Regions from separate parts of the Gasterosteus aculeatus genome. Here region 2 is linked to region 1. A link is a contact called in public Hi-C data. All regions are on one chromosome and are shown on one strand. Each heading gives the region's core, a stretch centred on a gene start, on an enhancer-like site or on the middle of the called end of the contact. The rest is flanking DNA. Distances are from core to core; before and after follow the strand shown. Region 1 overlaps cpt1a2b (carnitine palmitoyltransferase 1A2b). Region 2 overlaps rtbdn (retbindin).

The links. Hi-C and Micro-C count contacts between places; a contact is called where the count stands out from the background.
Region 2: a Hi-C map of skeletal muscle shows a contact between it and region 1, with 2.3 times the contacts expected there. The contact joins two enhancer-like sites. A contact is called at or near these places in 2 of 6 Hi-C or Micro-C datasets (both in skeletal muscle).

What each region holds. Positions count from the first base shown.
Region 1 is chr11:4,913,237-4,919,593 of fGasAcu3.hap1.1, forward strand. cpt1a2b (carnitine palmitoyltransferase 1A2b) reads left to right here. Exons shown (of 19, transcript XM_040190830.2): 2 at 2,491-2,633; 3 at 3,611-3,750. The coding sequence starts at 2,493. Among protein-coding and RNA genes, the nearest start is that of cpt1a2b, 3.7 kb to the left of the region's middle. Within about 2 kb of position 3,330, at least 3 of the 9 cell types and tissues checked have open chromatin away from gene starts, as enhancers often do.
Region 2 is chr11:5,051,259-5,057,253 of fGasAcu3.hap1.1, forward strand. rtbdn (retbindin) reads right to left here. Exons shown (of 6, transcript XM_040191411.2): 6 at 5,410-5,995. It overlaps LOC120828141 (transcription factor JunB), which reads left to right. Exons shown (of 1, transcript XM_040191511.2): 1 at 1-344. Among protein-coding and RNA genes, the nearest start is that of LOC120828141, 4.6 kb to the left of the region's middle. Within about 2 kb of position 3,218, at least 1 of the 9 cell types and tissues checked has open chromatin away from gene starts, as enhancers often do.

The DNA.
Region 1 (6,357 bases), core at 2,080-4,579:
CGTAAACAGAGCAAACTATTGGTGAATATTGCACTGTATCGGTATGTGAATGCGCCTTTCTTCCCGCCGTGTCTGTGTGTACTAATCGATGTGCTGAAAGAAGAAAGCGGCCACCCGTCTGTCCTCTCCAGCAGGTTGGACCCGTTTGTCATCTTTGCCTTTTTTGGATTCCAACTGCTACTTGTAGCTGTAAAGTATTGCACTACTTAAAGTTCAGACCCTCCATCTTTTTTCTTTTTTTTTAAGAGCCAGTAGAATTGAAATATTGTTGAATCTGCTGCAACCTATATTCTTTAACACATGGCAATTTTTTTTCACAAGCTGTAAGCAAACAAAGCTGGTATCCAGAAACGTGTTTAGCATGAACTAACCCCCCCCCCCCCCCCCCAAAAATAGCTTTTATATTGATGCCTCTATAATATGCACAATAATGTAAGAAGTTCAGCAGATGGTCATAAAAGTTGAAATATTCGGGAAACACCTTAAACCGATGTTGAATCACATTCAGGGTTGTAAAATGCTCCTTTTGGCAGTTCAAGTTTTATTAGTTTGGATTATTTACTGCATGGCGAACATGAAGGGAACTGTTTGGCTTCGGGGAAAAGGATGGTTCCCTGTTGGTTTGCTTCCCACCAGCGCAGACATCTCCTCCTCCGCGCCCTGCCTTGGTAACGGCGCATCCGACTGAAATACTATATTCAATATTCATATTGAAAGTAAACCAATTAATTGGCGTGATTATCGATCCATCTGTGTTGTGAAGTTTAGAACCCCCCCCCCCAAAAAAAAAGAGGAAGTAATTGATAAGCTTTCTCCTTTTCACTCCGTAACACACATGTGGTTGTGTGAAATAGCTGTGGGAAGTGCGAAATGTGCAGCAATCAGTTGCGCGGCTGGGAGGAGATGACAGAGGTTTGCTGGATGCAGACACGGCCGACACCTCGGAGGGAGATTCTACGTTTACCTGCCTGTGGAGCGCTTGCTGAGTCGAGGGTAGGGTTAGAGGTTCAGGTTATCTGCTATGTGCCAGATGCCTTCTCAGCTGTGCTTTGTTCCGCCTTTTAACTTAAGACTCCTAGGAAACAGTCTGTGCACGTCTTTTCTTATCTAATCGGTGAACGATTTGTGGGGCAACACCCGATCCGTCTGCTACTGAAAAGATAAGATCAACTGTAAGGGAAGTTTGTAAAGGGTCTGGACGCCGCTGAGTCACTCGGTACACTCCCGAGTGTAAACATCCTTAACTACGGCCATCTGCAATAGTTATGAATTATTTGCTTATAAAATCAGGCGTGACCGACACGGATGATTAAATACGCAGTATATCATTTGCCAATAAAAGCAGACTTTTATGTCTGACATATTTTGGCAATCAATGTTTCCTGAAAATTTACATGAAGGCTTCATAGTCCGTTCCAAACTTCCTGGAGCCAGATTAGAAATGTCGTCTTTGGAGGTTTAAAACCGAGTTGCATTCAGTTTCCTCCCAAAAAGAATATAACAGTCTGATTGATCCTCCACGCTGTTGACTTGTCATCCCAAAAGCAGTATTGAATAATTGATATTGTCCGATCGATGAAGAGGCAAAAGCTCTAGCACTATTCTCAGCTGAAGTTTATTAATTAATACCATTTATTTTTTTCTTTACACCCTCAAATCCACAAAGATTAAGGACTTTTGAGCACAGCATAGCTGCTTCAGTTGTGCAGTTCAAGTGCAGGAATTGATGCAGCATTATCTGGACATACTGTATTTACACAACAATGTAGGACAAGCATTGTTGTGTAAGCACCTGATATTTACACCTTTAAATTATTTTTTTTTATGTGTGTGTGTGTATCTGCACGTTTCGAATTACCCCCCAAAAATCACAGGGCTGCAACTATGAAATTTGATCTTTTCATTTAAACGCGCTTTATAACGTGACGCGTCTGAGCAGCTTTTTACTTGGTTCTTGGGGCCGCGGTCGGATTCAGTGGGACAACAACATTCCGCTGACACATTAAATTACTTGCCAAGCGTTCGTACAAGAGAGACGGCCATCACACCGAGAGGCCTGCTGGCACTCATTTACCGGTTATAAAACTCTTCATAAAGCGCTTATTTAATCCTCTGCAACAATAGTCAAGACAAACGTGCTGAGGGGACTAATGAAGATGTAAAGTTATGCAAGACACCAAAGAATGAACACTTTTTTTTCTGCAATGATGAGTCATAATAATCATTATCTCATCCCTAATAAATGATTCTTAGTTACTTTGTTACTACAACCGCGTAGTTTGATCATCCAATGTAGCGGTGTTTGAGAAAAGTGTTACTAATCACTAAGTAGAAATGGCCCGTCTTCTCTTGTTTACATATGAAAGCCATATTGAGGTTTGAACGTAAATTGAAACCGTTTCGTCACCAGTGTAGAGATCCTCTTCCTGGTAAGGTGAATACATGTTGTGATACTGGTGCTAACATTTGGTTTCTCTCGTGTTTCCATAGCGATGGCGGAGGCCCACCAGGCGGTGGCGTTCCAGTTCACCATAACGCCGGAGGGGATTGACCTGCAGCTGTCCCATCAGGCCCTGAACCAAATCTTCCTGTCGGGAGTACGATCATGGAAGAAACGAGTCAGCCGCATGAGGGTGAGGATGATGGGGTATTTTGTGTGTGTGTCCCTTTCTTTGTTCTTTTTTAAAATGGTGTCATCATAAAGTCAAATCGCACATCCAATTTGACTTATCTAAGTCAGAGCTCCCCAACTGCCGGGCCGCACCACAGAAAGAACATATATATCAGGGTTCGTGGAAAACGGAAAGGTCATGAAATTTTAAAATGATCATTTCCAGGCCTGGAAAAATCATGGAAAAAATAAAATCCCAAAACCTTTTGGAAAAGTCATGGAAATGTGTTATATTTCTATGTTCATGTGGTTCAGTTAAGATAACAAAAACATGGGAGAGCCGTGCTAAAGGAAGCAGACATCAGTGCGCCGCTGCTAGCGAAGCTACTACAGGAACGACTGCTAGCGCAGCATGGACATTTAGTTTGAAGTCATGAAAATTCATTGGTCAAAATGTGTATGAACCCTCATATATATATATATATATTTGTAACTTGATTTCTTTTTTTTTCATTTTGAAATTTGACCGGATTCGCTACTATTTACCTGCGCTAGTAACGTATTTCGCAAGCATCACCAAGCATTTCTTTCACGTTTAGAATTGTCCACTCATTGCTGTGCACGGCAGTTCCCTCACTTGTGGACAGAGAGCGCAACTACGAGCCTCTCTTGACATGTACCGGCCTGCATTTCTGCCCCTCCTAGAGTGACTGAGACATAGCTGTTAGTGTGTATGCGTGCGTCCTCCCTTCACTGCTCCTGCCAGTTCCTACAAGTGTGTGCTGTGAGGCCACACATGTACCCTTACAAAATGCATTTTAAAATCCACAATGTTCTATACGTTTTGGGGATGGTATATATGGTTTGGGGAAGAAATGTTAACTACATGAAGGTAAACGTAGAGAGTTAATGCTTGGATAATCCTGGGGGTCTTTCTAGAATGAGCCTTGTTATCGGCTGTAAAAGATTGCCTTTTTGTTTCTTTTTCCGTGGTAACAGAACCGGGTGATCAAGGGAGTGTACCCAGCCAGTCCTTCCTCCTGGCTCTTTGTCGTCATAGCGATCCTGGCTACCATGTACATGCGCTCGGATCCCAGCATGGGGCTCATCAAGATGATACAGCAACACCTGCCACTGAGGTAAACTGGAACCTCTGCTTTTTACCTTCTTAAAGCAATACATGAGTTTTTGTAAAGTGGGGCTAAACATGTTACTGTCCTGTTTTTTTAGCCACCTAAAAAATCAATAACTCTTAATAATACTCGTAATAAAGTTTACGCTCTTCGTATTATTTGTCAGACAGCCCTTTCTGAGGGGAGCTGAAACCGCTCTCTTTTGCTTTCCCCAAAAGACCAAAGTTCATATTAATCAAAGACACCCAGTAATGCCTGAGTCTGGTGGTTTGGAAGAGAGAATAGATTCAGGCCTCAGAGCTCCATCTGAGGGCTGTCTGGCAAATTAAAATACTAAATATAGCAATAAGTTTAAGCTGATAGTTTTTTTTCCTGCTGTCTACTTTTCTTAACTTGGCGTGCTGACTAACATTTACTGTAGCTAATACAATAACTAAACTAACCCATAGCATTTTATTTTATTCCTCTTGCACTATGTTGTCTTGTCTGTCTTGTTGTCCATTGTCATACTGTCTTCTGCTAGGCACCAGTCGCCAAGTCAAGTTCCTAGTATGTCTGACATATTTTGGTAATAAATGTTTCCTGATGAATAAGTACTTCGCACAAAGCCAATTCAAGATACCCATAGTATGGCTTTTTAAGGTAGATGGGACGGTTGATCATTTCCCTTTTTGCATACAAGTTGTAGCAGTCTGCCCGCGGGTGCGAGCACCATGTTCACGGACATAAGGGCACAAGGGCGCCCCCTGATATAATGGTAGGGGAAACACTGAACGCCCTCTGCTTTTCTTGTGCAAGAGGAGCAGAGGGCGTCTTTGAAGCAGAGGGCGTTGGTGTTAACAAAAGCATTTCTGCACAATGGATACAGATAAGAAATAACACGTGAATGTTCACGGATCCTATCACATACTTATTTTACATGGATGTCATCACATTCTTGCTGTTAAATTTCAATTACATTTATTTTGCACAGCCCAAAATCACAAGATTTTTAATCTGTACACAAAATCACCTTAAGTAGAGCTGCAGAGGAGGGATCCCACTTCCAGGATGGCCAGAAGTGTGATGGAAGATGGATGAAGAGATATTAAGAATGAACAAGATAAAGGATTCACAATGTCTTGCATGCATATCATTATAATTATTTATATGTATATATTATTTTATATTATATGAGTAATACGCAGAATAATGATGGACAAATGGCTAGTCCTAATATATACAGCAGCAGTGGATATAGTAGCATGATTATATCTCCAGTAGGTAAATTACTTCTGGTCTGGTGGACCTCCGACTCAATAATTGCTGCCAGCTTTAAGTGACGGCTCAACTTACAAATTCCAGTCAGTCTCGTTCTGATGAGGAACTGCAGGGAACCAGGGTCAGCTGAAAACAAACATTACTTTGAAGCACACAAAACATTCAAGGGTGTGGCACCTGCAACTTGAACTTTCCCACACTTCCCTACTACACCGCTCACTAAACATAGTTAGTTAGCGACAACACCACTTCCACAATACGCACACACACGCACATGCAAACAAAGGAAGTTGTGCACACTGCAAACTCGCGTTGCAGTTTGAGGCCGCTGAAAATAACAGCTTGTCCATATGTATTTCCATACGACTGAGTTATTTCATTGTTAATTGATGTAAATCATCACCACCGTATAAGGAAATATGAAACCAAATAGTTTTGTTTTAAAACTGTTGTGCACCAATGTGACTCTTTCAGTCCTGATAGTGATCCATGCTTTAGGTTCTGGCCGATTATAAGTACCGATAAGATACCCAGATAAAGTCAATAAGCCATAAGTGACTGGGATCTTTCAGCCACGTGTAAACCACGTCAGAGTTTGAGTTGAATATAGCCTTCCTAGCTGTGCACAACCAAAGTGTAACAAGTGAATAGACCTACGCTGAATACACTACAGTCTCTGAGCATTACTGAACTAAGAGCATCATGAAGACCAAAGAGCTCATCAACAGATCAGGGATCAAGTTGTAGCTACGTATGAAGTATGCTTATGTAAAAATATCCCAAGCTTTGCACATGTCACAAAGCACATTAAACTCCACCATCCATTAATGGAAAGAATATGGCACGACCACAAACCTACCAAGAGAAGGCCGATCACACAAACTGACAAGCCAGACAAGGAGAAAGTTAATCAGAGAAGCTACCAAGAGGTCCATGGTGACTCTGGAGGAGCTGCAAAGATCCACAGCTGAGAATCATCCCAGAGGACACAGCCGTGTACTCCACACATCTGGCCGCTGTTGAAAGTAAACCATAAGAAATCCTGTTTGGAGTTTGCACAAGCCATGTGGGAGACACGGCACACATGTGGAAGAAGGTGCTCTGGACAGATGAGACCAAAATGGAACTTTTTGGCCTCAATGTGGGGTGGAAACACTGCCCATCACCCTGAGCACACCATCCCAACAGTGGCACATGGTGGTGGCATCATGCTGTGAGGATGCTTCTCTTCAGCAGCTACAGGGAAACTACTCAGAACTGAGGGAACGATGGATGGAGCCAAACACTGTGCAGTCCTTGAAGGAAATATGATGCAGTCTGCAAAAGACTTGAGACTGGCAGAGGTTCATCTTC
Region 2 (5,995 bases), core at 1,968-4,467, 140 kb after region 1:
TTTAGGGTGAAAAGACTGAGTGAAAAAATGGTACTTCCGGATGCTGGACATCGCTCAAAGCACCATTCAACACCTGACACCGGGGCCGCATCCAGACCGAGCGCACAGTGAGCCGGGCAGCGCGCACAGACAGACCCACAGTCGTGGGAATGATTATTATTGTATTTCTTTGTATGTTTTTGCAACCGATAATTTCATGCCACGCTGCATTATTTCAATGTATAAATTATTTGTTGTTTGTCCGGTTGACCCGGGCAACCCAATGACGTCCAATGTTTACACTGTCTTTCATTTTTTATTTGTGATGTGTATTTAAGTAAAGTGTCTCCAAATGAAACTGAAAATGGTGGATTTGAGTGTTTGTTTCTAAATCAGTATATCACGCGAGTCATATACGGGGTGGGGAGATAAGAACCAACAACGTCTCTTTACTACCATATTGTGGCCGTGACAGTTGCCATGACTCCCGGCGAGGAGCGCTCACAAAATCACATTCGGGTTTCCGCGTTTTTACGCACAGAGCGTAGCCCGCGCACGTAGACCTTTCCTTGTTACGCACGGGCATGTCCATATACGGGTATGCCGGCGAAGATGGCGTCACATGGTAGCGTTTCTGGGAACCCCCGCCCAGGTAATGCGAACGAGTTCCATCTGCCCTTCCTTGTTTTGCATCGATAAGGGCTGTTAGCTCCGCGAGGGTGGTGGAATTTCCTTTTCTTATTATGCAACTTTCGACTTAAGAAGTAGTTTTATTTATTTAGACAGATCATTTGCTGGGCGCAGTGAGTGACATTATACATAAATATTAAGCCTTAATCACATCCTCAAATTCCGTTGGGAGACACTCACACGCGTCAACGCCGCAGCACATATTTAGGCGTCAGAGTAGTAAAACAAACAAACGAAAAAGGGGGAAGTGACGGCGACTCCAGGAATGCCGGGGCGTCTCGCGATGCCGTGCCGGTAGGCGCGAGTGGGCGTTCGGAGCAGGCGGGGGCGTTTCGTGCGGACGGACGAAGATGTGCGCGCTGCCAAGGACAAAGTCCTCGTGGGACGCGTCATGGGCCAAAAATGCGCGGCTGTGGGGCGCTGAACACACTGAGGGATGGAGAGGAGGGGAAAGTCCCGCGTTGGGCGCAAGTGAATTAGTCGGCATAGGGGTCACTGCACGTCCTCCCCGGGGCCCCCCATGACGCAGACAACAATGATAGTGTGTGGTGGGGGGAAGCGAGGGTTAATTGTTCGCTGAAATTACTCAGGGGAGCATTTAGGAGCTCATACTCAGGGAAATATGCGAAAGCCAATAAAAAGGAACGCGATGCTTTTGTGAAGTCGTGTGCAAAACTGATCTCAGGAAAACTGAGGGGGATTTCTGTCGTTTTAGCAGTCTGTGACGTGCAAACAGCAAACAAGACAGCCGGCGTGGATTTAGATTGGAACATCGTTCTCTATCTCTCTCTCTCTCTCTCTCTCGTTTTCTCTCAGTACTCGAGAAAACCACTTCAAAAGAGCGAAGACATGAGGGCTGCGGTCTTTTTCTTGCGCTCCCACACCTGAAGCTGTTTTCGCCTAAAACATCATTTCCATCAATAACAACGCCTATTCAATTAATCTGCCATGGATGTGGAAACTGAACCGGGGGACGCCCCCGCAACTTCTCCTTTTCATCAAGAAACATAGATTTCAGGGGATGTACATTTCTGGACGTGTTTATGTGTGTCGTTTTTTTTGCCCTTTTCAACAGTTAATAGTAATGAATTTCAGTGGCACTGAAGTACAATTGATTTATTTTCTCTTAAATATTCATGAATGTGCCCTCAACCCAATAACATCCTGCACTTACAGCATCAAGCAGAACAGCTCCTACTCAAAGGAATACTTTTTAAATATCACTGGAGCGTTCAAGTCTCCATTTACGCACGCAGCAGGCCTACATATTATTATGTGCTCACACACGCTCACAGAACAAGCCAATGGGTGCCATACTGGCTCTCCACACGCCTCGGCCCACAACCCACACTGAGTGTCTGTGGGAACATCTGTGATGCGAACCGTGACGTATGAAGAGCTCTCGGTGGGTTTGATTTTCCTCTCCACGAGCCCCCATCCCCTCCCACAGACGTGCTCAGGCCTGGCTCTCTCTCGCTCATCCTCTCCCTCTCTCTGGTCTTCTGTTATCTTCTCGAAGGCCATGAATATTCCTCCCACCTTGCCGCAGCCATCTGAGGTTCTTCGAGAAGTCGGAATACAAGTTTTAGACGGCAAACAGAGGACTCATTCCGGAACGGGACGTTTGCCTTCGCGAGACCTTTGGGGTAGTCATGAAAAGACATCTTTAAACCGTGTACAGTAAATAAGAAATGATTAGCAGTTCGCTGTATGTATTGAGGCCATGAAATGGGCCAATGTATGTGTTTCCCCTTTGATCATAATCCCAAGTGTGGGAAGCTCATATGAATGACTCTTTACTGTATGACGATAGAAGTGGTTTACACTTAATTACGCACAAATCAACAATCATCCACCTCTTTAATTTGACGCATTATTATATCCATTCATCAAAAGTCCCCGTCACAAAGCTGCCAGTAAGATGGATCACTCATCGGGCCTGTAGCAGGGGTTGGGCCCCTGCTACAGGCCCGTTGAGTGTCAGGGCCCCCCCCTGAACTTTATCTAGAAAATATTAACACAAAGAAATGTGTACCCAACAGGAAGTGAGCCAAAGTGACCACAAGGAAAATAAAACAGCCAAAGAGATAAAACAACTATAAAGAGACACACAACAGTTGCAAAGGAACCCAAAGAGATTCACAACTACGAAGAAAAGGGGGCAAACAACTAAAGAGAAACTCAAAACGACTACAAAGACACACAAAGTTACCAAGAAAAGACATAAAACAACAATGGGAGGCTGAACAACAATGAGGTCTGTGCGTTTGGCCCAGAAGTAGGAGGGATGTCGGAGCCTTTCGCATGTCTGTGCCCACGGACCCGTTGTCTAATCTTACGCCCATAGCAGCAGTAATGCATCTCCGCCATTGGTTTGGCTGAGAGGTAAAATAAAGCAGTCGGCTGTGACTGAGTGATCTGGCGCGTAGGAAGCGTTTGTTGGAATAGCATCGGGTTGTCGTACACGTTGGTGTATTAATACTACAGCAGTGCAGTGGCCTGGACAGCAGGCTTTAGATCAACACGTGAAGTTCTGATGAGGGTGAACTAGCCAGCGACAAAGTGCAGTCTGAAGGGTTCCTGTAGGCGCACAACACCATCTAGTGGCACAACACTGGAACCGCAGGTAAAAATCGCGAGCCACAGGCCAGAGCTTCAGCGCCAATAACACGTGGTGGTTTATATTAATCCTCATATTGTTTTGAACAAACATTCCTTTTTATACAAGTTCCCTCACACAGGGAGAGAGCATACCCTTTTCATCTGCATGTGCAGCCTCCACGACCACAATTCAGTATCTTATTTACAACCAAGGGGCCGCCGGAAGATTATCAGTAAAACGTGGAGGGTTGTGTATTTGTTTTCATCGGCACAAAGGAAATGAGTTAAAGGCCTGTCTGGCTGCCCGCGTGCACCCATCTCATCTTACCGTTAACCCGCCACTACTGCGTCCCATCGGGCATTTATCTGTTGTGTGCTAGCAGGCCATACCGATGAAGGTACAATTAATTGTGTTTCCCTCTTGTGTGGGAGGTAATGAAATGCGCTCCTTTTATGGGTGAAGTTAATGTCACGACGGTAATAAGGGGGGGCGGCTTCCAGTGTAAGAGTTGTCAACACTGGGCTGGGTTTTTGGTTTAATATTTTTATTTAATCCGTATTTTAGTTGAAGGGTAATTATTATACAGTTCTTAAAATGATTGCGTTGGATTTGACTTTTTTCTGGTGCATAGAATTGAATTGTACCATCCAAAATGATGTTTCCTTTTTGTTTGAACTCATTCTCTTCCATGTTACAATTAGTCCTACTAATGAAGCGCAGTCATCAGCATAGTGAAATGAGTGCCTGTGTGTGTAGCGACACTCATTTGTGAGCCCCTCTGTCCACTCTGCCGCTGGCTGCTCGAACGACACGTTATTAACTAACATCGAAATGCAAAAGCCGCAAAACAGACAGCCACACACACACACACACACACACACACACACACAGTTCCTAATTGCTTGTCCTTTAAAAAAGAAAACTAATCAATTGGTGCGTGGCGTTATCAGCATTCACTGCCGTCTCACCTGCAGAGAGCAAACACTGAGAAAAACACCACCGTACGACTAAAGTGTCGAGGTACAGTATTAGTAACTTTTAATAAACGGGCCCTTCTGATTAAGCCAGACATTGTCGGTGTTAAAAGCTATTTCCTAATTAGTGTACGAGCCTCTGAATATCTCCCCTCCAGCAGTGGTGGAGGGAGGGCGGGACTGAGTGACAGCTGGTGAACACACTTGTCGCGTTGCGTTAGTAAAGCCGGGTGTGTCGGTGGTGAGAAGGCGTCGCATGACGCTGTCTGCTCCGGTAACGCAGGTGGAGGCCATGTTGTTTCAAGACGCTGTCAAATGCTTTTCATGATGACAACAGAGCGCAGGGCTACAGGGTTTGATTTAATTAGTTGTGAAACAAGAAGAATATTAACGCAGATTGTTGTTGATGGGTTTGTGATGCATGGAGGACGTCTCCGCTCTGTGGGGGGTTCTGTTGGTTCTGGTGCTTGATGAACAGCTGCGTTTCTAACCCAGGCGACTCCTTTGCAGAAATCCAGCTTCTCTGAGAAAGAAACATGAAACGAAGAAATCTTCTTCTTTATTCCCGAGCTCTTTACATACAAAAGGTCACAGTGATGACCAACAATGGAGTCGTAAGAAGCGGGTTGACAGGGCCAATGCAACCAAGGTGACCCCTATTGACCTTTTAGTTATATCCATACAACAAACAGCCAATTAGGGTTAGAGGACGGCCAAAAGGAGCGTTGAGTGTGTCCATCCTCATGTAAGCTGAGTCAGTTTCACCACACGGCTGAAGAAGCCCAGCGTGCACCAGTTCAAACAATCACCTCAAAGCATCTGAAGCAGTTGAAACAGTGAGTTTTGGATGAACAGCTGATAATGTTGTAAAACCAATGAATAAATAGTTGGATTAAGTCATAGATACTCAGTTGAGGTAATCAACCAAACCAGGCACAATTAAATTATAATGTTAACCTTTATATGAGTAATAGCGTTGCACATATTTGGAACGTCACAACCCTGTGAGGGTAAATCTGAAATAAGAGGTACATCCGCTGTATTACACCGTGGTCTCTGAGCCCACCTGCATGTGATCAATAAATAGTGTTGTGGGCTTGCAGACGATAAAAGGCCACTCCATTAAAGTGCATCTGCAAGAAGAACTATGACTCGGGCCCACGGTTGGCATTTACAAAAATTGTCTTTATTGAGAACGTAAAGCACAACAAACAAATCACCGTAAATCTGACAACTCCGTTGCCCTTTTTATTTTTTACAAAACATGTACATCTAACAGTGCCTCGCTCTAAGGAAATACGCGCCGCAATCATAAAAGAAACATCCACGTTACGTCGACGACATACAACGCGTTCGAACTACCACAGCACCCTTCATGGTACGAGGATTTACTGGAGCAGGCAGATTTGTATTAAACCTCCGCTCAGGTATTAAGCATACCCGACCCCCCCGCGGCCAGGGCCAGTAATCTCTGTTAGAAAGCTACATTCATTGTTATTATAATCTGCAGGGGGGGGGGGGAAGAGAAGGGGGCACCGCTATCGTAGACCTTATGACATGTAGACTGCACGAAACGGCATCACGACAGTGAGATCTGCTTTGAACAACTGACTAGCGCACAAGTTAAAGCCACCTCGACGGCATCACGAGAGGAGCGGGGTCGGGGGGGGGGTGCCGGCGGGGGGGTACATCGTGCCTACAGCGCTGCCGCCGGAAGGATTCAGGGATTCATGCACAAGCGCCGACGCTG